Regions from separate parts of the Zea mays genome. Here all the other regions are linked to region 3. The links are chromatin contacts, called in public Hi-C maps. All regions are on one chromosome and are shown on one strand. Each heading gives the region's core, a stretch centred on a gene start, on an enhancer-like site or on the middle of the called end of the contact. The rest is flanking DNA. Distances are from core to core; before and after follow the strand shown.

Region 1 (7,033 bases), core at 2,156-4,655, 270 kb after region 3:
CCTTTGAGGCTCGGGGGCTACTGTCGGGGACCATAATTAGGGGTACCCTCAAGACTCCTAATTCTCAGCTGGTAACCCCCATCAGCATAAAGCTGCAAAGGCCTGATGGGTGCGATTAAGTCAGGGATCAGTCCATTCGAGCGACTCGATCATGCCTCGCCCGAGCCTAGCCTCGGACAAGGGCAGCCGACCCCGGAGGATTTCCGTCTCGCCCGAGGCCCCCCTCCAACGGCGGACACATCTCCGGCTCGCCCGAGGCCCTACCTTCGCTAAGAAGCAACCCTGACTAAATCGCCGCACCGACCGACCGAATCGCAGGAGCATTTAACGCAAAGGTGGCCTGACACCTTTATCCTGACACACCCCCCCCCCCGGCAGAGCCGAAGTGACCGCCGTCACTTCGCCGCTCCACTGACCGGCCTAACAGAAGGACAGCGCCGCCTGCGCCACTCCGACTGCAGTGCCACTTGACAGAGTGAGACTGACAGGCAGTCAGGCCCTACCAAAGGCACCATAGGAAGCTCCGCTCCGCCCGACCCAGGGCTCGGACTCGGGCTAGGTCCCGGAAGACGGCAAACTCCGCTCCGCCCGACCCAGGGCTCGGACTCGGGCTAGGTCCCAGACGACGGCGAACTCCGCTCCGCCCGACCCAGGGCTCGGACTCGGGCTACGTCCCAGAAGACGGCGAACTCCGCTCCGCCCGACCCAGGGCTCGGACTCGGGCTAAGTCCCGGAAGACGGCGAACTCCGCTCCGCCCGACCCAGGGCTCGGACTCGGGCTAGGTCCCGGAAGACGGCGAACTCCGCTCCGCCCGACCCAGGGCTTGGACTCGAGCTAAGTCCCGGAAGATGGCGAACTCCGCTCCGCCCGACCCCAGGGCTCGGACTCGGGCTCAGCCCCAGAAGACGACGAACTCCGCTTCGCTCGACCCCAGGGCTCGGACTCCGCCCCGGCCTCTGCCGAACGACCTCCGCCTCGCCCGACCCAGGGGCTCGGACTCGGCCTCAGCCATGGAAGACAGACTCGACCTCGGCTTCGGAGGAGCCTCCACGTCGCCCAACCTAGGGCACAAGCCAACCACGTCAACAGGAAGCGCCATCATCACCCTACCCCGAGCCGACTCGGGCCGCAGAGAACAAGACCAGTGTCCCATCTGGCTAGCTCCGCCAGATAGGCAATGATGGCGCCCCGCAAGCTCTGTGACGACGACGGCTCTCAGCTCTCTTACGGAAGCAGGAGGACGTCAGCAAGGACTCAACCGCTCCGACAGCTGTCCCTCCGCCAGGCTCCGTCGCTCCTCCGACGGCCACGACATCACACCAGCTGGGTGCCAAGATCTCTCCGGCTGCCACATTGGCATGTACTTAGGGCGCTAGATCTCCCCCGCTAGACACGTAGCACTCTGCTACACCCCCATTGTACACCTGGATCCACTCCTTACGCCTATAAAAGGAAGGACCAGGGCCCTCTTAGAGAAGGTTGGCCGCGCGGGGACGAGGACGGGACAGGCGCTCTCTTGGGGCCGCTCGCTTCCCTCACCCGCGTGGACGCTTGTAACCCCCTACTGCAAGCGCACCCGACCTGGGCGCGGGACGAACATGAAGGCCGCGGGATTTCCACCTCTCTCACGCCCATCTCCGGCCACCTCACTTCCCCCCTTCGCGCTCGCCCACGCGCTCGACCCATCTGGGCTGAGGCACGCAGCGACATTCACTCGTCGGCTTAGGGACCCCCCGGTCTCGAAACGCCGACAAGTGTGTTTACAAAAACCACACAACCCCTCGGCTCTTGCACGAGCCATTGTAATTGTACCGAGTGGGGCGGGAGTCTTACGAGACCGTGACAACCGAGTTTGTGTCACGACCTCGACCGTGTACCGGAGGGAACGAGGCCCGGCAGCGTTTCAGTCGGGAGCTTGATAGTGCAGATAGTGGGGAGTGACCGAGAGGAGCCGAAAGCGGAGCACCACTTGCATGTGGAGAAGGTCCGCAGCTCTCTATGGAGTTACTCGACCGAGGTGCTTGGGCCTCACGTGGGCTACTCTTTGCGTAGGGGCACTAACGAGGATTAGTCGGAACCTTGCGTGGTTCCGGATACCTCGGTAAAAATACTAGCGTCATCCACGAGAGTTTGCTTTCTCTACTTGCTCTTTACCTTCCGCAATTATATTACGCACTTAAGTTTCCATCTCTCCTTTCTAAGTTAGAATACTTAGGATTCAAACTTAGTCTTTGATGTAGAGATAGCAACACTTAGACAAAACCTAGTTTGCACATTCTAGATTGTTTATTTGCATAGGATTTATTCTAGGGATTTAATTGTGGCCTAGTTTAGAGACAGTTTTTAGAAGTCCAAATTCACCCCCCTCCTTAGGCGTCACCGTTTCCCACAAGTTGTTTGAGAATGCAAACTTGGACTCAATAGCCATAAGCCGAGACACGAAAATAAGGACAGTCACTTTCGTGTGCTCGTGCAACATCTTTTTGACAGCTTTAAGGAGCTCAAAGAACTTCTGAACCTCAGGCGTAGGAGGATCCTTAAATTCGAGGGGTTGAGGGGGTTCTCGAAACACGTCGGTCTCTGATCGACACTTGCTACAAGGGCACCTAACATCGGTTCCGGTCTCTGATCGAGCAAAAGCACGGTCCAGAAACACGTCGGTCTTCGCAACCCACTCACCTGATAGAGCACCTCTCTTCTTTCAACCTTCATACATCCCTCGACGATCCTCCGCCATACTAGATATGAGACGTTTACTTAATTAGTTAAGTAATGCACGAACCATCCATTATTACGAAGAAATCATGCCCCTACATCTATAGGAAAGGATAATTCCTAAACCCACCTAGGAGTGACCGACGAGCCCTGTATTTATGACAAGGCATGTGCTCTATAAAGCCCAAAATTTGTAATAGGGAAAAATAATGAAATAAATAAATAAATATACGTATATGAAAAAGTTCTTAGCAAATAAATAAATACAGAAATATGCATCTCATGGTAAGGTTCTTGTATTTTTCGCATTTGGGTTTAAATTCACAAGACCAGTTTAAGTTGAAATTTTGAATTTGAAAATAAAAGAGAAAAGGAAATAGAAGGAAAAGAAAAGAACACACATTATAAGATAACAATAATAAATAAATAATATTATTGAAAATAGTAGGATTTATATTCACATTAGGATTATGTTTGAGATTGGGAATCTGAAATTCAAAACAGAAATTTGAATTTGGTTAGAATACTTGAAATTGGAATTGAAAACAAAGAAGAAAAATTAAAGAAAAGAAAAGAAAATGCAAAAGGCTAGATCTTCACTATTTTCCCTCCCCGGCAGCCCACTTCCTCATTCCACATCTGCGCACTGACGACGATGTCCCACCGGCCAGCGCCTCATCATGCTCGTGCACTAACTCTACCGTTGTCTGGCGCGTGGGCCCCTCGCGCGAGGTTCGCCTTCGTCATACTGGAGGCCATGCTGAACCTCCGTACCGGTGGCCGCATTCATGCGGGAAATTGGATGTCCTCCACCTCACAGCAGCGCCACTCCTCCTCCTCCATCCCATCCCCGCTGGTCTCCTATTGCTGTCGCACAGAGTGAAGCGATGGATGGAGATGCCGTTGTTGCGGATTCCACCGATGTCGCGCTATTGGAGGCCAGCAATGGTGCTTCACTGAGTCACAGGTGGGCACTCATAGTTGTACCGGTCGGAGTGGAAGACAGGAACCCCAGGTATTGCTCGCCGGAGTACTACGACCGCCATGGTGCTGCGTGTCGCAGTGGTCGGTTCCGACACCCCCTTGAAGCACGGTATGAAACCTCTCTGATGTTCGTATGAACCTCCGCATTCGTTTGCAGCAGGTAGTGGCCGGATTTTGATGGGTACTTTAGTTCCTGGGCGTTCACCTGTGGCGGGCCACCATACGGCAAGGCGGCGCCGTCCTTGGTCGGCCGGTGGGGTGGAGGATGGCTCCTGGCCGTTCATCCCAAGTAAACGGCTCAGATTAGATATAAGGAAAACGATTCGGTCAACTGAACCATGATCGTTAGATCTGAATCGGTTGGGTATGAATTGGGGGTGGCGTGGACGGTTCCCGGACCACTGATCTGGGATCCAACCGCCATCGTATACCACCGGGTCATCAAGTTATGAAAGCTAATCTAGACCACACAAGTTAGATCGGACGGCTGCGGCGCCACGATACCCCTTCGCCAGGACCGCTTTGCATAAGAGCCCTCGGGAGAAATAAAAATAGAACCCGCCATCCTCCTCTGTTTATACTAATAGCAAACAGGTCTCTGGAAATGACAAATCGGTCTTCAGTACTCAACTTTAATATGAACTTGGTATTAAAATAGCCTTAAAACTTATAGAATTCATATTTTCTTCATATTAGCTCCGAATTGATCCATTCTAATTGCATTAGACTCATGATAATATTGTCTATCGTTTAGTAACCTTATTTTACTATGTAACTTAGTTATAAAAATAACACTCATTTTGTTTTTGTTTAACACCTAAACTATTCAGAAAAATCATAACTTTTACACCTTAAATCCAATTTGGACCATTCGAATTGCGTTAGCCTCATAGAAATATTTATTATAAAGTAGCAACATTAATTATACGATATCACATACTTCTATAATTAAGTAACTAATTTGATTAATCTATGTTTATTGGATTAGCTTTTCTAATATTAATATAGTACTTTGATCTTATAGTTATAATTTGACTAAAAGATGATCTTTAATCAAGTTAAACTTAGATTAAAGCTGAGTTAATTATTTATAGAATACTCTCTCATATGTTGTATACTAATCAATTAATAATATAGTTTAATATTTGAATCACATAGATCTTCCATAAATCACAACTCCTTAACCTTAACTCCAATTTTAGTGGTCCGCGAACCCACGATCTCGTAGAGAAACGTTGATCATTATTATGCAGTTTGTTCTTATGTTTCGTGTGATGTTAATTATGCATATACCATGTTTGTTTGTATTGCTACAACTAGCAGCGAGGTCACGAGAATCTGAAGATCACCTTGAATCTCGAGTCTAAGGCAAGTTGTGCCCTTGATCACTTTTCTTTGTTCCGGTGAATCACTGTGACATGCTCAGGTTAATCTGATGGGACCTAATAGGTTTCCCTAGACTTGTTTATCTCACACCTTGTTTACCACTGAACTTTTGGGTAGTTATGATATTGCTCTATCTGGTTTTGGGATTAATATTACATTATGATCATGTTCCAATTATACTGTTGTTTTAATGATTGTTCATGACAAGATCATTGTGTTAATTGGAACATGGAGCTTAACTTGAGAAACACGTGCCACCACAAGGGTGGAATGGGACACCCTTGTCTGTCTAATTAGAAAAGCTAGTGGAGGACTACCTTACCCAAAAGGGGCAAGGGTAGTAGGGAAGTTGGCGTGTAGGGAGATTCTCGGGTTGATTTCGCTGCGATGGCGGTCAGACGTGGGATCCCTGCATTGCGCTCCCTAAAAACTGTAGTGGGTTTTCTGAAGCTAGTGCAACTTTGTAAAGGCCTCGTAGTGTTGCCCTGTCTCGTCTCCTCGGTAGAGATGAATGGGACTTCTAGACCCCTTGGCAACTGGGTGACATGACTTGTGGGTAAAGGTTACAATCTCTGCAGAGTGTAAAACTGGTATATTAGCCGTGCTCGCGGTCATGAGCAGCTCAGGACTCTCGCATGATTAATTTATGAAATTTAATTTAATTTGTCATTTGCATCGCATTGTGGTTTATTATTAATTTTGATCTATTGTTACTCTGGTTTGGTATCTACTTATACTTAGTAACAGCTAATAAAATTTTGACCAACTTTAAAAGCAATGCTCAGCTTTAACCATCATCTTTGGTAAGCCTTATACTTCACATGAGCTCCCACCTTTGGTGAGATCATGCACATTATTCCCCACAATTGGTTGAGCGATGAACATACATGAGCTCACCCTTGTTGTCTCACACCCCCCATAGGTCAAGAACAGGTACCGCAGGATGAGGCACATGGAGGATGCTGTGATAAGTTCGTGAGAGGTCTAGGCCATCATCTCCCAGTCAACTTTGAGTTGCTGGATTGTTGTCTTCGTATAATGTAATTAATTAATTATTTTGTACATAACTCCTATTATATAGTAAAGATGTGACATTCGTTTCTATACCATGAGTCATCATATTTGTAAGACTTGGTCCTAGTACACTTGGTGATTATGTTCGCGCCTGGGTCTTGGTGCCCTCGAAACCCGGGTGTGACATGCTCGTACGAAATTTTGGCAGCATAACCCGGTTGTTCTGCAATTGCTTGCCTAAAAATGGTGTAATTGGAGAACAAAAGGATTATACCGCCGAAACTACGCAGGAGCACATGCCTTTGTCATAAACTCGGACTCTGTCTGTCACCCGAGGCTGTCCAATAAAGGGACAATTCTGGTCCATCACACCTCATATGCTTCACATATGAGGTGTGTTGGGCTGAAACGGGTGACGCCTAGGTTTCATTTGTTGACACTACGATACACTACGAATAACTAAAATAATCATGCATTATTAAATAATTCAACCAATAAACCACCAATACAATATTATATACAAAATAATATTATCATTTGTGATAATTCATATAAAATAACCTTATTTCCAAGGGCATAATAATTACCCTCGGAAATTAAAATTTTAAATTATCTAAGCACCATTAAATAAACTAATTTAATTACATAATCATATTCTGGCCGTCGGCCATAATGAACTAAACAATATTTAACATACAAATCATTTAATTCTACATAACTTAACTACAAGCAAACATTACAAGATTAAGAATACTTATGTAGCGGCGCGCGTGCGCAGACACAATAGATGGAGGCAACGGTCGTGGGTGTAGGCGTAAGCGGCAGGCGTGATGGATGGCGTGGTTGGGGTGGCCAGCGACGGGCAGCGTAGAGGCGGAAGGGGACGGGGAAGACGCGGCACAGGCAAGTGAGGAGCCGGGGAGGCCGTGTATG
Region 2 (6,202 bases), core at 2,207-4,706, 400 kb before region 3:
AACCATTGTTTCATCCAACAACCCAGCCATTTCTTTCGGAATGTCGGCACGGGGTACCTCGCATAAGAACGGGGCACAAAGTTGTAGCACTCGAAGTTATTGTGATATTGTTCCTTCCTAGTTGCTTTTGTCTGAAAGGATAATTCTTGAATGTTGCAAAAGCATTTAGCATTCGGCTCCAGCCCTTGGCTTCTCATGGCCCAAATAAAAACTCCCACTATAATCAAATCTTCGGGAGTAAGTTGATGAAGGTATATCTCAAATGTCTTCAATACTTCAACTAGCATCTTGTGCAATGGAAAACGAAGTCCAGCTTTCATAAAGCTTTTAAATACCACCACCTCGTCTGTTTCAGGAAGTGGAATAGTGTTCTCTCCTCCAGCCCTCACTATGGATATGTCGTGGAAGTATTTTCCCTTCATTGCTTCAATTTTCCCTTGCTTAATAGTTGATTTCCCGAAGACAACATGGCTTGGCCTCCAAGGCCAATCTTCGGCATCTTCATTACCACTCACTACATCGAAACTATCACTGGAATCCCCAGATAGCCCAGCCAACATTTCGTCAGTTATCTTTTCCACGTTGGTTTTTTCCATAGCTTCGTAAAAACCAGCAAGTGTGGGATCTGCAGTCTCCTTGTCTTTGGCCATTCCGATGGTGGCCGCAACAAAAGCCGAAGCTCAAAAGAACAATTGCGCTCGCAAAAGATGAAAGCTAAAATGGCAATCACAGCACAAAGAGCTAGATAGCACGAAAAATATTTGTGGTGCAAGCCTTTGTATATATAAACAAAACACCACTGAGCGGTGGGACCCACGATTCAGAACGATTCACTATTCTAGCGAAGGGAAGGTGTTTTTTTGGACCTTCGGCTAAAGGCCTTCATTCGTATCGCAGTCTGAATTTGTTACGAGGAAACAAACTAATACTGCGAGGGGCTACTGTTCGGGGCCTTCCTCTTCCGAAGGTCCTCAAAAACACGACTAACCATTTGTTTCTAGCATAATGTTGATTATTACAGGAGATTTGTCTAGAACAAAGGTTCATGATGGGAGTTTTCTCTTCCGTCGAAGGTCTTCAAGACAAAGACATAACCCGGAAATGACAGCAATGAACGCCGAAGCTATCGCCAAAGATTAATAGCTTCGACTTGAAGTAATGTCGAAGATCAAGCATGTTGCTAAGCCAAAGAGATAAAGACTAGCTAGTCCCTAATGATTTATGTTACAATTATGAACAACTGTTAAGGTCATAAATGTATTTTTACCCGGGCTGCATCCGATGCCTATAAATAGATGAATAGTACCACCATATTGTTCACGCTGAATTGTAATCGCTCTCGCATCAACACCTTCAAGCAAGCCAAAGGTATCAATGTAACATGAATTTTATCCATATGTTTATCATGAAATAAATATATGGATGAATGTCATACATAATATCTTTGTAAACTCTCATTCTTGCTGACAATGAAGGTATATCCTTCGTAACCTTCGTCTGAAGACCATTATATCCGAAGGGAGATAATGTTTCAGAGGATGAAAGTCCCTAATGTTTAACAATTTTATTGCCTTGTTCTTGATTCACAGCATTTCAGAACAAGTGACAAACAGATCGACATAAATTAAAAGCATCCGAGATTTTGATATATCTCATAAAACCTATCCTACCCACATCTATCTACATGTCCATAAACTCATAAGGTAACTCCAAGATTGAAGACCAAAGATGATCAACCTCATCAAGGAAGGATAAGCACCAACTAAAGTCTTCAAAGATCAAGCTGGATCACGAGATGAGTCAACATCCACTATGCATGATGGAGTCTTCCATTGCCAAAATCTTTCTTTCTTACACTTATCTTGATCTTTCTTACCCCAACTTTCTTACCAATAGCTAAAACATGATTATCAGGTACCCATGATATCCTAGTCACCTACTAGTTAGTCTTAAAAAACACTTTATGGTTTGGTACCAATTGAAAACTAGAAGCGAAATACAAACAAAACCTTCTATATCCCTTTTCTTAGTAATATCGAGGACGAGATTATTTTTAAGGGGGTAGAATTTGTAACACTCAAAATCACATTTTGACGATTTAAAGAATTCTCCAAAAAGATTTGAGATAAAATTCTTCTAAATAGTAATTATAATTCTTTATAAAGTATATTCCCCTAAAGCAAATAAATAGTGCTATTAAAAGTTGTGTAGTTCAAAACTTAGATTTAAACCTTGAAACCAAAAGAGGAAGTTGAAATCAATAATTAGAAGAAATATTTTTATTATTATTCCCTTTGTAAACTATATAACTCTTTAAAAGTAATTTTAAGTAGAATGGTTCCTAGTAAAGATTATATTTTATTTTCCCCTAAATAAGTGAAATAAAGGATACTCATTTTTATTAACTTAAAATTTGATCACATATTCAAAAGTAATATTTTTCCTAAAATGAAATGAATGTGTGCATCACACTTTTGAGCCTTTAACTAAACAAGGGAATAAAATAATTAATATAAATATATAAGTTTATAAAAATATATATTTTACATTCATGCTGATATTTTGGATGTTGCATTTAGAATAGAATTTGAAACTCATTTGAATTTGAAATTGGAATGTGGAAATTAAAATAGAAAAGGAAAAAGAAAAAAATAAAAGCCTAGCTGGGCCTGCTACCTCACTTTCGGCCCAACCTCACCTTACTTCCGGTCGGCCCAATGCTACACAGCTAGCATGCAGGCCCGCTCGGCCAGACTCCATGATTCACCCGCGCGCCAGCCTCACAGACCGTGCCGTCCGGGGCGCATGTGCACTGGGTTCCTGACATATGGTTCCAACCTGTCAGCTTAACCAAAGTCGTGCGCCGAATGACGTGGGAGACGTTGGTACTGTTTTTTCTGCTTAACAGATGCGCGTGCGGACCGCGCCTAGCCGTTCGCCTACTGATCTCACTGCGTCACTGCCATGTGGGCCCAACGCGTCGGTCGTCTCCTTCAAGTCTGAATCGAAGACAGCTCTGGGTTGTTGTGAAACAGCCACCAGAGTTCACGGGATCCCGATCCGGTTCGACACCAATCGGCCTCTCCTTGGATACGGAATATAAAACTGCCCCTCCATAATCTCCTCGTCCCTGGAATCTAACCATTGTAGCGACCCAAGCGAAGAACACGCGGGAAGGCGAGAGCATCCGGTAGAGAGAGATAGAAAGTGCCGCTGCTAGAGAATCAAGAGTGCGGCGGTGATGTGTCCTTGGTGGGTAGTCGGGGCGAGTCGCCAAATCACGCTGCATCGATCCGTGGCATCACTGAGCCGGTGGGAGCCTCGCCGTCGTCGAAATCGCTCGTCGCCGCGTACACGGCCGCCGTGAGGGCAGATCGCCGCCGTACCCTGGTGTGCGGTGGGGAAGAATTCCTTTGGCCGTTGATCCACTAACGAACGATCGAGATTAGACAGAGAATACCTTTTTGTTTATTGGATCGGGACCGTTGGATCGGATCGAATGGCTGGTGTCCTGATCGGCTGTGGTCCGTTAGATCTAGATCCAAGGGTTCGCGAACGCGTACCGGTTCACTTAAGAGAGGATCTAATCTGTTCCATCGATTTTGGATCCAACGGCTGATCTTCGCCGATACACTTTCGGCCAGGTAACAATTGCATAAGAACCCCTGCTCTTTATATGAATGAACCCGCGACCCACACTATGTATAAAGTAGTTTAATCCAAGCCCTCGGGTTTTTACAGAACATACCCCAAGCTTCTGGTAAATAGTGTCCGCAGCCCAAGGCTTAAAGAAAATGAGTGAAATTAATAAAGAAAAGGATTTTTAGTATAAAAATAATTCTAGAAACTTGTTTAATTCATATTTAATTCATTTTAACTCCTTTTTGATCTATTCCAATTGCATTAGTCTCATATTAATGTTGTTTATCATCTAGTAACCTTGTATTACCATGAAACCTTTGGTTAAAATCTTGTACCTTATTTGTTTTATAATAAACACTTAAAACCTTCGGAAAATCATAACTTTATAACCGTTACTCCGAATTTAGTGATTCTCGAACCTAGGATCTCGTTACAATGCGTAGAACATTATTATGCAGTTTGTTCTTATGTTTGGTGTAATTTTAATTTTGTTTATGCCATGTTTGTTTGTATTTCTACGACTAGCAGCGAGGTTACGAGTCATCTAAAGACCAACTTGGTACCTAGGAATCTCGAGTCCAAGGCAAGTTGTGCCCTTGATCACTTTTCTCTTTACCCAATAACGTTCCTGTTAATCACTGTGACATGCTCTGGTTAATTTGATGGAACCTAATAGGATTCCCTAGCTATTGGGAGCCTTCGTCCCCCGAAGGTCCTCAAAAATGTGATTTAACAAAATCTTCCAAGTGTGACATATGAATAGGTACTTTCGGACTCGGGCTAAAAGCATGATCGTGACGAAGGTCGGAGTAGTTCCGAAGCTACGCGTAGGGGAGCTTCGGCTAAATGGCGGAAAAAGGAACTGACTTAAAGGGCAAAAGGCTATCTGGTCCTCATAGAGTTGTCCATAAGTCAATAATAAATGTAAAGGGCATGAATGTAATTTCTCACAGGCTACGTCTTGTGCCTATAAATAGATGAACAGTGCCCTCGTACTGTTCACGCTGACTGGTATTCGCTTTTGTGTCACGCTTGTACTTTTACCTTCTATCAAGCCGAAGGTATCTTTTGTAATTCAATATTGTTTCTGTCTTTCCAAAATAATATAATGAGAATGGATTAATAATGTTATATGGTTGTTTATGTTGCCTCTTATATTTTATATACTTCTACTTATATTAACATATATCGCATTGATAAAGGTATATCCTTCATAACCTTCGTCTAAAGATCATTATATCCTAAGGGAAATAATGCTTCGAAGGACGAAGGACATTAACATTTAACATTGGGTGTTGCCTTGTTCTTAACTCATAGTATTTGAGAACAAGTCCCCAACATTGGCGCCCACCTCCGGTGAACACTTTCGACCACCTTCGGCAAGCACTGACCTTCATCATGCCGCCGAAGAAAGCTTCAGCGCCAGGGACTGTTGCACTGCAGCCGCTGGACCCAAACCAGGAAACTCTTTCTCTTTGAGAGGCTCGAAGCCAGAAGAGGAAAGCCACCAGTCCAATACTCCAGGAGGAGGAGTTGGACCAAGAGATCAGGGACATGGAAATAATCCATCAGCATGTACAAAGGAAGATGGAGAAGATGGCGCGGCTGGCTGATCTTCAAAGGAAGATCGACGAAGCTACTGAAGAAGTGCGTCATCTTGCTCAAGATGAACAAGATCGAAGGCCCCAACACAGGGAGCTTCGTCAAGAAGGCTTATTCAACGAAGATGGATGCTATGATGATTTTAACCATGATACCTTTACTTTTGATGATGCTTCTCCCTTGGCAGCAGAACTGCAGGCTACCCCATGGCCCCCGTCATACAAGGCACCTCAGCTTCCCATGTATGATGGGCACTCAGATCCAAAGCAGTTTCTGATGAGCTACGAAGCAACTATATCTTCGTATGGAGACAATACTGCAGTTATAGCGAAGTCCTTCGTCATGGCAGTCCGAAATGTAGCCCAAACATGGTATTCTTTTCTTCGGCCAGGGACTATCACGTCGTGGCAGAAGCTTAAGGACATGTTAGTTACCAGCTTCCAAGGCTTTCAAACTAAGCCGGACACAACTCAGTCTCTATTCCAATGCACGCAAGACCATGAAGAATACCTTCAGGCATATGTACGAAGGTTCTTGCGACTGAGGGCACAAGCACCTACAATGCTCAATGAAATTGTCATCGAAGCCATGATCAAGGGTCTTAGGCCAGGACCTACTGCTCAATACTTCACCAGGAAGCCCCCACAAACTCTGGAGAAGCTGCTTCAAAAGATGGATGAGTACATCCAGGCTGACAATGACTTCCGCCAAAGAAGGGAGGAAGCTTACAGATTCTCGGAAATGACCAGGGGCTTCGGAGGAAGAATACACCTGAGGCATGTTAGGTCAATCCATAATTCCACTCAGAGTGACGACAAAGGAAGTCAGCCTCAGAGGTCGCAATACACCTCACAATCTTCGGGGCAACAACAAAGCTCTTTCAGGCCACCAGCTCCAAGGGGCAAAGGTGCCAGGGGCTTCGGGGGAAGATTTGGGGATCATTCTAGAAAGATCTACT
Region 3 (7,191 bases), core at 4,089-6,588:
CGGGTTCATGTCTTGCGAGGTTAGGGACGAACCTGACCCAAAGGTCCCATGTGTCAGCGAGAGGAAACCGGTTCTACGCAGAGATGCACACACCGGTGACTGAGCTCGCGGGTAGGTCACTGACCAAGCGGGCCAGCGTGTCGGTGCCTGTTGCTTCAATCCTGAGCTGATGGCGAGAAGTGAGCCGATGCGCGGGATTACCCATTTGGGCCGAGTGGGTAGTTTCAGCCCAAGAGCGCAGATACTTCCCTCCTTTTTCTATTCTATTCTATTTTTTGTTTTTATTTTTAATTTACAAGTTTCAAACTAAACTCTAATTTGAGTTTTCAAATTCTAAACTAAATGCAGAATCATAAATCTAGCATGCTATGCAATTATATATAAAATATTTTTATTTCATGTTTGTATCCGTTTAGGTAAATGATTCAAATATGCAACAAATACTCCTTACCATATATTGCTTAAATAAAAGTTCATTAAAATCACTATTCACTATCGTAGGATAAAATAATTTCTAAGGTATGATCACTATCACAAGGGTGTTTAGGTTATATTTCTCTTTAGAGGATATTAATATATTAATCAACAAAGGATAACCAATGATCCTTTTATTAAATCTTTATTAACAAAAAACATATTGGTTTTCGGAGATGTAACTTCAAGGTAAGAAATTTTTTTATTTAATGACCTTTTAATCTAAAACATTTATAGAGTCTTACAACATTTTCAAATAAGAATTTGGGGTGTTACAGCAACCTACTTGACCGTCCATCCCGGTGGCAAAAGGTCAAGTCACACCATCAACCAATTTATCCAAGGAGTACCTGTAAAAATTATGTCACAAGCAAGGCTGAGTATACTAATACTCAGCTAGACTTACCCGGTGTGAGGAGTCTACTCCTCTACCGCTAGACCATGAAGCTATTTGGCTAAGGGGTTTGGTTTGTCAAAAGCACTAGCGGAGTATAAAACAAGTTTTAGCTTTTCCGAGTTCTATAATATTCCTTAAGCTAGGTTAGCATTTTTCTAAACATATATGGTAACAAGCATTTAGTGCAAGCAACACTTTATATCATGAAACCTTATTTCACTTCTTACTCGATGCAACATCGGTCTCATTAGCTGCGAGAAGCAGATAATTCAAATCAAGTTTTAACCTTGCAAGGTAAACCTAAACACACATGTCAGGGCACTCCATCCTCACACACGTTAACCATCCCCATCGATTCCCCGTCAATAGAACAGGGCCCACGGCCTTGGCATATAATGCTCCACTGACCCCGGCCGCCGTCGAGCAGTGACCGCACTTGTACCCACCATATCTAGAATGGGACACTCCATCTCAGGTCCAGTGAGGAGTAAAGTCTACGGGCAGGTTCAATTAGGTACTAGGCTTATCGATTACCATATTTCTCGGCATGTGTTTAATATGTTCAAACGCTTGACACACGGTACCACACATTAATCCTTATTCCAATTTCCATCTCGCACACAAACAATTATAATTCCGTTATCAAAATGGATACAACCAATCCATGACCTCCCGCGAGTGCTAGAAAAATCACTTGACTTCTACCAAGATCCTTAATTAGCAAAGCAGCTACTCGACCTATCATACTAGTATCCATCTCAAAAAGGAACCTGAGTTCATCCAACTAGAGTTTCAAGCAATTCCTACACTTAAGTGCACAGTACAAGCCAACAAACAATAATTGCCATAAAATAGCATATATAACAGTTATGCATAAAATCTATGCTTGCCTTGAATCCACACTAGACAATGTTTAATATAGGGTACTCGCTGGGCTAGCATCCACTTGTTCAGTCCATCCTTCTTCAGGTTGTCCATCAACTGCATCTTGTGGTTGGCACAACTTTACTTCGCACGATCATCATCTCTCAGTCCTAAATGTGATGCATGATGCATATGTATCAATATGATGGAAAAAGAGCTCAAGATACTCCAAAGCTCACGCTAGCGAACTAAACACTAATTAGTAAGACACTGCAACTATACGCATGTGCTGGCTATCTATACGTCATCGGGCACATGGAAACAACACCACTAGAAAGATGACGAATACTTCGTATATTTAACCAATGCAAACAAGACATCATGAGTATAAGCATTTACCACATTCACTTTAATCATTCATTGGTTACTTAATATTGAACTAGTTAAGTACACATAGATTCGCTATGACTTCTATATAGATAGACTTAGTTAAAAAGGACTAATCTCTTAATCGGGTTCTACATCCATTCACAATATTCTAGTGCAAGCACACACCCAAGAGAACACATGGAAGGGGATGGTCTAATCACAATTACATATTATGCTATTTTAGTTAGGTTGGTTATACGGTAATATTCAAGATTAGCAGCACAAGTAGAAGACAATGGGAACATGTTATTATCTACATGATTCTATTACCATATGAATTATAAAGTAACACTATCAATCATACTCAAGCATGACAAGAGAGTAGAGCAATCAACCACAACTAACATGTTCAATACAGCAGCACATCGTTACTTGTTTCATTCGTGACTCACAAGATATTCATCCAAAAATAGTGAACAAACACTTTTAAGAAAGCTCAAGAAATTCTCTACAACTTTGGTATTACTATCTTAATGTGATTAGACACTTAACAAGGTTGATTTGACCTATAACAACAGCTCTGTACAAAGTTGGGCAAATTCAGACCTGTAACTTCAAAAGTTCATAACTAAAGACTCATGCATCCAAACAAGTGATCCTAGACTTTCTAGAAAGATAATAAAATTTCCAACAAAACATTTATAAACATCTTAGGACAACTCAATATGCATCAAGGGTAAAGGACACTAGGAAGGCCTTGCTGTCCAGATTTGGTCAAATTTATACCATGCGGAACTGATCGGTGTGGAGAACATGACGAGCTAGCGCTTGGTCAAACGGAAGACTGAAGAATTATCCGAAACTAGGAATTTGATTTTAGTGTTGCTCGAGAATTTGTTCGCGTACGATTAGAAAATCAAAGGACTTGAGATCGACTAGCTTTTGAATCTGTGATTGGAAAAGGCGAGTCACGACATTAAAAAGAAAATCATTGCCGATGTTGAATTTTGAATTCGGATTGGACACAGAGATATTAAGCCGAGTCAGATAAGAATTAATTAGAGGCCGACACAACAGAGCATTCCGTTTGAGAGTACGAACTTGGATTAAATATTTGGACATAGACCAAAATTGAGAAAGCGGATTCGAGCACACGAACTCGAATTAAATATTTGGACATAGACCAAAATTGAGAAAGCAGATTCGAGCACAGATCGGATAGCAACTACCGAGAGTTTGAATAATAGTATTTTTACGCGAGATTTGCGAGATGAGGTTGACATCCGAATTTGCACTCGTTCAAGAAACAAATCTTTAACATGCTCCAAATTTGGCTATTCTCAAGATCGAATAATTTCAAATTCAGTGAAACTTTCATGAGTAACTTGATAAATGGAGATAGACGTGATCAAGCAATCCAAATTTTCCACTGACGATCCGAGCTTAGGACCAATCTCACGACAGAGCACGAAATAAACACTCGGGGTGTCAAAATATTGTGATATCCTAGCCACTGGGATGGTGATATCCTGGCCCAAGGCCTAATAGAATTAATAGAGTATCCATACCAACAAAGTACATCTTCATTTTCGGAAGTCTATCTCGAAAGAACCTCCAACTTAAGCGTGCTTGGCTTAGAGCAATTTTGGATGGGTGACCGACCGAGAAGTTTTCTCGGGTGTGCATGAGTGAGGACAAAGTGCGCACAAAAGACTCATGTTGGTCTGTGGGGACAATATATGATCCTATCGAGCTGTCAAGAGTAAGTACCGCCGGTCCAGGGATTGGACGGGGTGTTACAAGTGATATCAGAGCCGACCCTCACGGTTTCAAGGGTGTTTGTGGGTTAGGGGTTCGGATATATGGCGCACGTGGGCCCGGAGTGATCACATGGCATGGCATATGACGACACTAGACACACAGACATGGCTAAGAGAAGAGGTTCCTGAATTGGGGTTGACCGACGAGGACATTGGTCTTTTAAGAGGGTGGATTGTGATATCCTGGCCCCTAGGATGGTGATATCCTGGCTCAAGGCTTAATAGAATTAATAGAGTATCCATACCAACAAGGTGCATCTTCTTTTTTGAAAGTCTATCTCGAAAGGACCTCCAACTTAAGCGTGCTTGCCTTGGAGCAATTTGGGATGGGTGACCGATCAGAAATTTTCTCGGGTGTGCATGAGTGAGGACAAAATGCGCACAAAAGACTCGTGTTGGTCTATGGGACAATATATGATCCTAGCGAGCTGTCAGGAGTTAGTATTGTTGGTTCAGAGATTGGATGGGGTGTTACAAATATATTCAATGTAACGAGAGACATATTGAAAATGTCAAGGCAACAAAGATAAGTTCTCATGTGTTATTCCATGTCTTCTTGTCACATTTCACTTATGATGTATGCGATGGTATAAAACCTTAGGACGAATGTTTTTATAACGCTTCGACTAGATTTTCAGTACCTTTAGAGGATTGAGGTCAAGTATATGACAGTTTCATCTTTTATCATACGTTTAAACCTTTGTCCTCAGATGATTATACCGAAGGTGTATTATCTTTGGGACCACGGTTTTTATTTCTCAATTTTGTGTTGCCTTATTTTTAATGCCATGCAGCAATGAAAACAAGTTACCAACAACAATAATACTTGTTAATACCAAACTTAAGTTAAACATTACTTTAGTTGATGAAATCCAACTATTATTCGAACGCATCATATACTAAACATGTGCATAAACAAATAGTTTTAATGATCCTAGCAACCGAAAATGATTCGATCTGCTGTTGTGCATGTCACATGTGAGCCAATATTGTTTAATCAGGAACCAAGCACCCCCTAAAAACTTGAGCATATGAGCCTGTTTGAGTAGCCAATGTCCCATAGCCGTGCCCACCTGCACCTGGCCTCGGCCGTCGTCTCGGCGGCTGGTCTGGTAATCCGCCAGATGCTCAGAAGTCAGAACAGAGCAATCGCGGTGACTGGCGACGCGGCGAGGCCGACGGAGATGACAGCGAAAGCTGGAAGGGGGTGCACAAGACTCTCTCGCCGAGTCCACGCCCGGCCGCGTCTTGGACTGGTGTTTCTTCCGTGAATTGCCTCCGTGCTTGCTTGGATATTTTGTTAGTCCAGTCTCAGTCCAGCTTCTCCGATCCCGCGGAAAACACGTGGAGCCAGAAGAAGCAAGCGACTCGCACGCCCAGCAGCCAGAAAACTATCCAAAGGCAGCCGCAGCAGAAGCTCCGCAACCGCGACTCAGCGACTCTGCAGTAGTCGTTGCCCGTTGGCCGTTGCTGCGTGCGTTGACATGTAGACTACTTCGCATTCGTCGTCTCACTTCACTGGGAAGCCGCCTGTGCGCGCGCCGCGCGTCAAGATGGAGCACAGCTGCAAGTTCGGCCCGGACGGCGGCTACGACAGCAGCAGCAGCGGTGGCAGCAGCCCGCCGGCGTCCCCGCGCTCCGGACCCTCGGACAGCGACGGCTCCAGCAGCAGCAACGCCGACGAGGTCGACCGCGGCACTAGCCGCCAACTGGTGACTGTGTCGGAGTCGTCCGCCTGCGTGCTGCACGACATCGACAGGCACCAGCAGCGCATGCTCGCCCTCCTCCCAGCCTTCTCCCCTCCCGCAAGAGCCGGCGCGCGCGCGGACGCCTTGTCTCGCTGGCTCGCCGGGTTCGACGCCGGCTGGGTTCTGGACGTGGGCGCGTTGGACGGGGGCCGCGATGGTGGTGGTCTCTTGTCACGGCGGGAGGTCGGGAGGAGGGTCAAGGCGTGGGTGCAGGCGCTGAGCACCATGGAGCACGTCTTCCGCCTTCGCCACCAGAAGCTCAAGGCCGCGCACGTGGTCGCTATGGGGGAGTTCGCGGCGGCGAGCGCCGGAGCGATGCTGAAGCTGGCCGGCGCCGTGGCCGCGCTCGGGAGCTCCCCGTCGAAGCTGCTCGCGACGCTCGACGTGTACGTCCCTGTATCGGAAGCGTTCCCAGTCCTCGCGAGGCTCTTCTCCTGGGGCCCCGCGCATCCGGTCTCGGTTGCCGTCGAGACCGCGCTCGCGGAGCTGGTGGATGCGGCCCGGCGCTGCAGGCGCGACCTCAGGTCGTCTTTCATAAGGTCGCACTACCCATGGCGGATGCCACAGGGTGGCGAGGTGCACCCGTGCGTCGGCTTCTGGATGGGCTACTTTCGCTGTCTGCTGCGCAACCGCATCTCCCTCTACTTCATCCTCGGCGGCGGCGACGACCACAGCGACAGCGAAGCACCGCCGCCGCGCGCTCCAGCCGGCGGCCTCGGCCTGGTGGCGGAGCTCATATCGTGCCTGGAGACCGTGCTGGAGGAGAAGTCTGCCGCTCTAGCGTTTCCGGGGCTGAGACAGGTGTTCATGCTCAACAACACGTTCGCCATCGTGTGCCGCGCGATGCGCTCCGAGCTCAAGCTGTTGCTGCCGCCGGGGTGGGTTCGCGTCCGAGAGCAGCGCATGGAAGCATACATCAATGGCTACATGGACGCGTCGTGGAAGCCCGTCGTGTCGCTCTTGGACGGCGGCGGCACCAGGACCAAGCCTGGCGCTGCTCTCGGGCGCCGAAGCAATCGGCTGAGCGCGTTCTTCACTTCGTTGGAGAACGCCTGCAGCGCCCAGAGATGCTGGAAGATTCCAAACCCGGTGATCCGGGGTATCCTTCGGAAAACCGTCACTGAGAATGTCATGCCGGTGTATCGCCGGTACTTGCAAGAACATCCGGAGGTAGAGGTGGCCAAAGGGCGCACCGCGGAGGAGCTGGAGCAGCACTTGTCAGATTTGTTCGAAGGGTAGAAGGTGGTGTGAAATACATTTTTGGCTAGTTTGGAACCCTATTTTTCCAAGGGGTTTTTCATTTTTCCAAGGAAAATTAGTTCATTTTTCCTTAGAAAATTGAAAATCCCATGAAAAAATAGGGTTGCCAAATTAGCTCTTAGGTTTTTAATTTTATTTTTTTCTCCAGCAACGGCTAATGTATATATTTTATATTTAAATTATAGAGTGTGGTTCATGGAGGCACGCAAGTGCATCGGTTAGATGCAATCCCTGAGCAATTTGTGAGGATTGTTTTAGG
Region 4 (7,065 bases), core at 2,976-5,475, 390 kb after region 3:
TGACCGTGCACCGGTCGAATACATGGCCGGAGTCGCGTGTACTCGCCGATGGTGACCTGTTCCTGTGGAGTTGAGCACATGGGCTTCATCTCCAATGCTACCCGAACACATTCTAGGGACCAATTTGATCAACTTGCCACTAATCTTTGTCTCTCCGCGACAACAGCGGAGCAAGATCTCTGGCGAACTCATTCTGGTTTACACAAGTCGGTTGCATTAAATCTAATGACTCGGAACAAATCAGTGACCTACTAGGATGACACGAGTAGTGTCCATGCCGGCGTTCCCAGGCGACAACGTGGCATTCTCAAAGCTACGGCGCGGTAGCGTTCAATTAACCAAGACCGAGAGCTTCACTAGCAATAAGGAATGCTAAAACATGGATCAGGGGGCCATGAAATAACCTGAGACAGGTTGGCCACGACAAGATGTCTCATGGAGGGGACGGTGACCAGAGGGGAAATCCGGTGACTGGGGGCTACGGTGCACGAGAGAGGCTTGCGGAGGGTGGAATGGGCGTGTAACAGAGAAGCAGAGCGAGTGGAGTGCTCAATTTAAAGAGACCAGCCACTGGTGCTACGATTTTTGGATGGAGATGAGCTCACGACGGTGAAGAGATGAGTCACTAGAGTTCATCAACCGTGGCGTTCAATGGAGTAAAGTCTCGGACAGTAACTGGCTATCCACCATGACCTACTGCGACATGGTGAGACAACATAGGGTGTGGCATGATCGGGATAAATGACGGCCAGTATGGCAACGGCCGCACGACCACGCCGCTGGGTAAGTAGGTATGGTGGGGCTGGCTCAATGCAAACCCCCTCAGATCTTTTCATCCTCGCGGTAGCATCCCACCCGAATCAAGCATGAATCACGGTAGCCAGCTCGAATCACCGCGTGGAGGTCACCGGCGGCAAGGTTCCCTAAACCTGAGATCTTTTTTAGTTTACTTTACCATGTTGATTTCAATTAGTGCGCCTGACAGGGCAACTTTAGGGGCCTTTTTCTTCAATTTCCATGTAATGAGCTACTAATCCGATTACATCAAAGTTATTCTCCCATATACCATATTCACTTTTGTCACAGATATCTTGATCATTTACTCACTAGATCAATCACAATCCGGCTCCAAAGTTGATCAAATACCACTGACAGTCTGTTTTCAGATTAATGCTCGACTGACAGCACGACTTCTAGGGCATTTTACTCCAATTTCTATACAATTCTTGGGCTAAGTAACTTAATAAAACTTGGACTACTATAGTAGCTCTAAAACTTTTATATAATGACTTATAGCAAACTGCTTATAGATCAAGGGATACAAAAGCTCAAAGTTTGCTCACCCACACTATTTTTCAGAATTCAAGATTAGGATGGCCCAAGCACTTTTGCAAATTACTCCAAGTTTCACCACAAAACTTGGAAATCTCCAAATATGAAAGTTGCTTAGTTTTTGTTACTCTATCACTTTGATATATACACTTCTACCAAAAAGTGCATAGAATTTATAATCACCTTATAGGGTACTAATTAGGGTTTTGGGCTCAAGAATAGGGTTTGGAGTGTCCTAGGGTACACTAAGTACTTACTCTCTCTAAGCTAATACTTTGAACATTTCTATTAACTTGCTAAGATCACTCCTTAGTGCTCATCTCACAAGGCCACATGTTTCTAATCCTTGAAGAGAGACATTCCTTCCTAGGGTCAAGAATCTCTTTTACCAAGTCAGATCATCACACAAGCATCACATCACATGTTTGTTTTGAAATTTTAGCCTAGTGGATGCATCCTAGGTGGATCATACATAATGTAATGCCAATGCATATGATGTCTTGCCAAAGTTTTAGTTCTCGTAACACCAAGGGTGTTACAGGATGCATATTGCGCTGCTCACGCTGCTGCCAACACCATTAGCTGGACAGAATTCTCCACTCACTTCTGGAATTATCATATTCCTAGTGGCATTATTAAGATTAAAAAGGAGTTCCTATCCCTCAACTAGGGAGGGATGTCAGAAAGCGAATATAGAGACATTCATCCAGCTATCCCGATATGCTCTCGGGGAAGTTGATGACGATGAGAAAAGGAGCTATTTCTGGAAGGTTTGATCAGGCCACTTCAATACCAATTGATGTCGTACACATGCCCATCCTTCCAGAGACTTCTAGACAAGGCTATTGATCTGGAACACAAGAGAGTTGAGCTAGGAGAGAAAAGAAGGGCTACTAACCAAGGACATGGTGGAAGTAGTACTCATCCCCGTTATACTACACCTCAAAGTACACCAGCTTGTGGCAGTTCTGGGCAACAGACTCAATAGACCCAATCAGCTCCTCCTCAAGCAAACACTCCAGCTGGACCTATTGCTCCTAATACATCCACAAATAGGTCATGCTTCAATTGTGGACAGCCCGGCCATTATGCCAACTACTGTCCCAATAGGGCTGCTTACACCACTCCAGCTCTGATGAAGCAAGGTCAGGCCTCAGGGGGTAAGAATCAGGCCTTATCCATCAATCGAGGCCAGGTCAACCATGTGGAAGTAGAAGCTGAACCCGAAGAACCTGAAAACCCAGAAGAGGTGTCGGTTGAAGGTAAAAAAGCCGGTGAAGAAGGCAACGAGCAACAAGATTAGAGTAATTATATATATATAGTATTTGTAGGACCTAAATAGTACCTTAGGTAGTAGATAGTACTTTATTGTTTTAGGAATGATAATAAAGTCTATTTGAACCTATGTTTTAATAACAAGTTATGCATCATGCTGAAATTCTTTATTGTGCATATGTTTTGAGACAAGATTGAGATACATCACTTTTCTTATTAAACTCGAGGACGAGATTATTTTTAAGGAGGTAGAATTTGTAAAACCCAAAATCCTATTTTGTGAGGTAAAAAAATTCTCCCAAAGGATTTGAAATATAATGACTTCCATAGATGATTTTCTTCCTTTATAAAACATATCTCTATAATTTAAATAAATAATAATAAGTAGTAAATGTTGGAATGAGGAAAAACCTTTAAATTTTCACTTGAAATAGTATTTCTTAATAAAGTGTGCACATCACATTTGAAATATATTTCCAAATAGGAGAATAAAATAATCCTTATAAATATAACTTGCATTCATGTTGGGGTTTTATTTGAGCACTTAAATATTCTGTAAGGTTGAACTCAATTTGAATTTAAAATGAATTTGGATTTGAGTCTAAGTTCAAATTGAAGAAAAGAAAATGGAAAAGAAAAGAAAAAAGAAGAAACTCGAACCCGCGCCTTCGGCCCAAACTACCTCGACCGGCCCACATCACCCTCACCAGGTGGCCCACTCCATTTCCCCCCACCTCCTTCAGCTCCTGTGCCGCAAACAGGTGAGCCCTGTGGGCAGGGCAATCACCAGGCGCCTGGATGTCATGTGCCTCTGGCGGGTGGGCCTAGTTGCCAGATTGTTCTCCCTCCCCACGTGGCGCAAGACTCGGAAAAGTGGGTCCTTTGACTTCGCGTGGATCTCGCCATGCTGTTACTCCTCGGGCTACCTATCTCCTTCGGCCTAGGTGTTTAAATACCGAATTCCCATGCCCCCTATTGTGCGAAATCCTAGCACCTAAGAACCGCCCAGAGCCGTGATTTCCATAACCACGCCGAGCACCATCCTTAGCTCACCGTTGACTTGCCCGTTCGAGTGCCCAGTTTCACCTCTGGGGTCCATAACCGTTGGCGCATGGAGCACCTAGGCCCGGGATCGTCCCTGGGTGCACCAATTTGCTTATCGATGCTCACGGTCCGCCGCCATGTCGCCTAGCGCCGTGAGCAGGGATTGATGTGGCATGATCTGAGGTAAGAAGCCCCTTACTGTTCGCCCTCCTTCTCTCGTCGTATATCATGCACTTGTTTGTTGTTTCAAACACCATGGCGTGGAGCGGAGGTCATGCCAGCAATGGCGCCACCGTCCCTAGTGGGCGGCGCCAACATGTCTTGATTCAGGTGAGAAGGGTCTTCGGACCGTTGAATCAGGAATTGGCGTACGAGATTAGTGCGGGGGTGTCAGATGGATTTCCTAGAAGCTAAGCCATGGATCTAGCGGGTTGCAGGCCGGATTAGATCGTGGTCATGAGAAATCTTGGCCGTGGGATCGTGATCATGTGGCCATGGTTGGGTACCGTTTCGAGGGAGAGTCTGGTTTAATCGTGGACGTGCAAGTTAGATCGTGCGGTTCAGATCCCATAGTGGTTCAATGAAACGATGGGTCTAATCTAGGCCGCCAGATTATGATCTAACGGTTGGGATATTGCGATACCCCTTCAGCCCGTCCGTTTTGCAAAAGACCCTTCCGGGATTCCAGAAAACAACTCGTTGTCCATATGCTTTGAAGAGTTATTACGGATCAGTCCAATTTTATCCAAAACTAACCATAGACTTTCTAGTAATTATGTCCGCAGTCCAGATTCATTAGGAAAATTCAGAATTAAACGAGGAAATGATTTCTAGTATAAAAATAATTCCACAAACTTGTTTAATTCATATTTAATCCATTTTAACTCTTTTTGACCCATTCCAATTTCTTTAAATTCATATTAATATTGGTTATCATCTAGTAACCCTGTATTACCATGAAACCTATGGTGAAAATCTTGTACCTCGTTTGTTTTATAATAGACATTTAATCTTCGGAAATCATAACTTTATAACCGTAACTCAGAATTTAGTGGTTCTCGAACCTAGGATGTAGTCGCGAAGCGTAGATCATTATTATATCTCCTGTTTGGTGTGATGTTAATATTTGCCTATATTATCTATTTGTATTGCTATGAGTAGCAGCGAGGTTACGAGTCACTTGAATACCAAGTTGGTAACTAGGAATCTCGAGTCTAAGGTAAGTTGTGCCCTTGATCACTTCTCTCTTTACCTAATATTGTTCGTGTTAATCACTGTGACATGCTCAGGTTAATTGGATGGGACCTTATAGGTTTCCCTAGCATTTTTATCCCCGACCTTGCAAACAGATGAACTATTGGGTAGATTTGCTATTGCTCTACCTGGTTTTGGGAATTTAATGTTTTATTATGATCATGTTCCAATTATATTGTTGTTTTAATTATTGTTCATGATAAGATCATCATGTTAATTGGAACATGGAGAACCAAACGGGAAAACAGTGCTACCACAAGGGTGGAATGGGACGCCCTTGACCAAGTAACTAGGAAAGCTAGGGAGAGATTACCTTACCCGAAAGGGGCAAGCGGGAAGGTGTCGCTGTTAGATTATAGGGAGGTTCTCGGGTCGAACTGCTGCGATGGCAGTTCGGACGAGGGATTCCTATGCTTCCTTCGTCCTAAAATCGTAGTGGGTATTCTCGAACTAGTGGAACTTTGGAAAGGCCTCGTAGTGCTACCCTGCCTCGCTTTCTCGCTGTTGGGGACTTGTTCTTAACTTCTATGAATTAAGAACAAGGCAACACAGAAATTGTTAAATGTTATATTCCTTCGTCCTTCGAAGCATTATTTCCCTTGGGATATAATGGATTCCGGACGAAGGTTATGAAGGTCACACCTTCATAAGCACAACAAATAATGAAGAAGGATTTATATAAAATATGAAAAATAATTTAAACATATGATTATTATCATTAACTTGTTTCTATTTCATTATTAAAGAAATAATGACGAATTACAAAATGTACCTTCGACTTGAAGGAAAGTAAAAATACCAGCGTGAAGCAAAAGAAAATGTCCAATGCGTAATTACAAGAGCGCGTGAACAGTACAGGGGTACTGTTCACCTATTTATAGGCACAGGGCGCAGCCTGTGTATAATTACATTTATGCCTTTTACAATGAACTACAATAATGACACGGAATATCATGGGTCTTTAAGTCATTTCATCTTTAAGTCGGTTCACCCCTTTGTCTTGAGACATGTCACTGTGCCGAAGCTTTATAGTCGATAGCTTCGGCGCTGCTTTGGAGAGGATCTGCCGAAGGTGTTTATTTCTTTAGGATCTTCGGCTACGAAGCATACCCCCAATAGTAGCCCTTTCGCGGTGCTAGATCGTTTTTCGTAACGAGCTTGATCCGTGAAAAATCTTCTGGGCTTCGGGATGCCGAAGATCCAAAAAACACCTTCCCTGAGCTCGTTGGCGAGAAACGATTAAAATAATCGTCGCACGCGCGACCCATCTTGCACCAATTATGCGCTCGCCAGCGATTCACCTTCTCGAACTATGTGGCCCACCGTTCAGTGAGTGCGGGTGACTGTTTGTTTGGTGCTGGAGACCTTGCCGATTCACCTTCCCACCTGCAGCACTATATAAACAGACGGGTAGGTGTGAAGTTACCACAGCATTCATTGCTATTGTACTGTTTTGCTGCCAAATTTTTAGTCATAGCCGCAGCTTGATCATCGTGCTCAGACGAAACCTCGCTTGTGAATCTGCTTCGGCACAAGTGTAAGAGCTTCGGAAAAGACAAAAAAGCCAACACCAAAAATTTCAAGTAAGTCATAATCAAATGGCCAGAGTTCGCTCTACTGCAAGAGTCGATCGTGAGGGAGACGAGACCGAAGCTGTTGAAACTGTTCCTATTTCGGAAGCAATGAAGCGATCTGGGTTGGTAACACCGGAAGACGTCCCTGCTGCCGAAGCAGAGCAAGCTGGTATTGAAGAGACCGATTCTGAAGATGATTACAACATCGCAGTGCCGAGCAAGCCTAGCCACCTGGACTTCAGAAAGTCCACTATCTCCGAAGCTGATTATCCTAAGATGGTGAAGTTGGGCTATTTTAGCGAAGATAAGAAAGAGCTGATTCGCTTTGGTGGAGAAGAAACTACTCTGAAGCCAGAAAAAGATGAAATAGTAGTTTTCAAGAGTTTCCTCAAAGCTGGTTTGAGATTCCCTTTAAATAGGATGATTGTCGATGTGCTAAAGAAGTTTGGGATCCACTTTCATCAATTAACTACTAATGCTATCGTTAGGCTTAGTGTTTATATTTGGGCTCTTCGAAGCCAGGGAGTGGAACCGTTTGCCGAAAGTTTTTGCCGGGTGCACGAGCTACATTACCAAACCAAGGCCA

The links. A called contact is a pair of places that touch in the nucleus more often than the background predicts.
Region 1: a contact with region 3 is called in a Hi-C map of ear, with 2.1 times the contacts expected there. The contact joins the enhancer-like site here to the promoter of LOC103653505 in region 3. A contact is called at or near these places in 4 of 25 Hi-C or Micro-C datasets (ear, endosperm, leaf and 1 more).
Region 2: a Hi-C map of bundle sheath shows a contact between it and region 3, with 2.6 times the contacts expected there. The contact joins the enhancer-like site here to the promoter of LOC103653505 in region 3. A contact is called at or near these places in 2 of 25 Hi-C or Micro-C datasets (bundle sheath and leaf).
Region 4: a contact with region 3 is called in a Hi-C map of leaf, with 5 times the contacts expected there. The contact joins the enhancer-like site here to the promoter of LOC103653505 in region 3. A contact is called at or near these places in 2 of 25 Hi-C or Micro-C datasets (endosperm and leaf).

The regions. Positions count from the first base shown.
Region 1 is chr4:90,070,248-90,077,280 of Zm-B73-REFERENCE-NAM-5.0, reverse strand. No RefSeq gene overlaps it. Among protein-coding and RNA genes, the nearest start is that of LOC103653503, 190 kb to the right of the region's middle. Within about 2 kb of position 3,405, at least 17 of the 20 cell types and tissues checked have an H3K27ac peak or open chromatin away from gene starts, as enhancers often do. A contact at or near this core is called in ear, endosperm, leaf and 1 more, where this site is marked.
Region 2 is chr4:90,744,690-90,750,891 of Zm-B73-REFERENCE-NAM-5.0, reverse strand. No RefSeq gene overlaps it. Among protein-coding and RNA genes, the nearest start is that of LOC100193004, 54 kb to the right of the region's middle. Within about 2 kb of position 3,456, at least 20 of the 20 cell types and tissues checked have an H3K27ac peak or open chromatin away from gene starts, as enhancers often do. A contact at or near this core is called in bundle sheath and leaf, where this site is marked.
Region 3 is chr4:90,342,389-90,349,579 of Zm-B73-REFERENCE-NAM-5.0, reverse strand. It overlaps LOC103653505 (exocyst complex component EXO70A1), which reads left to right and starts at 5,338. Exons shown (of 1, transcript XM_008680397.2): 1 at 5,338-7,181. The coding sequence starts at 5,478. The coding sequence ends at 6,911.
Region 4 is chr4:89,955,596-89,962,660 of Zm-B73-REFERENCE-NAM-5.0, reverse strand. No RefSeq gene overlaps it. Among protein-coding and RNA genes, the nearest start is that of LOC103653503, 73 kb to the right of the region's middle. Within about 2 kb of position 4,225, at least 18 of the 20 cell types and tissues checked have an H3K27ac peak or open chromatin away from gene starts, as enhancers often do. A contact at or near this core is called in leaf, where this site is marked.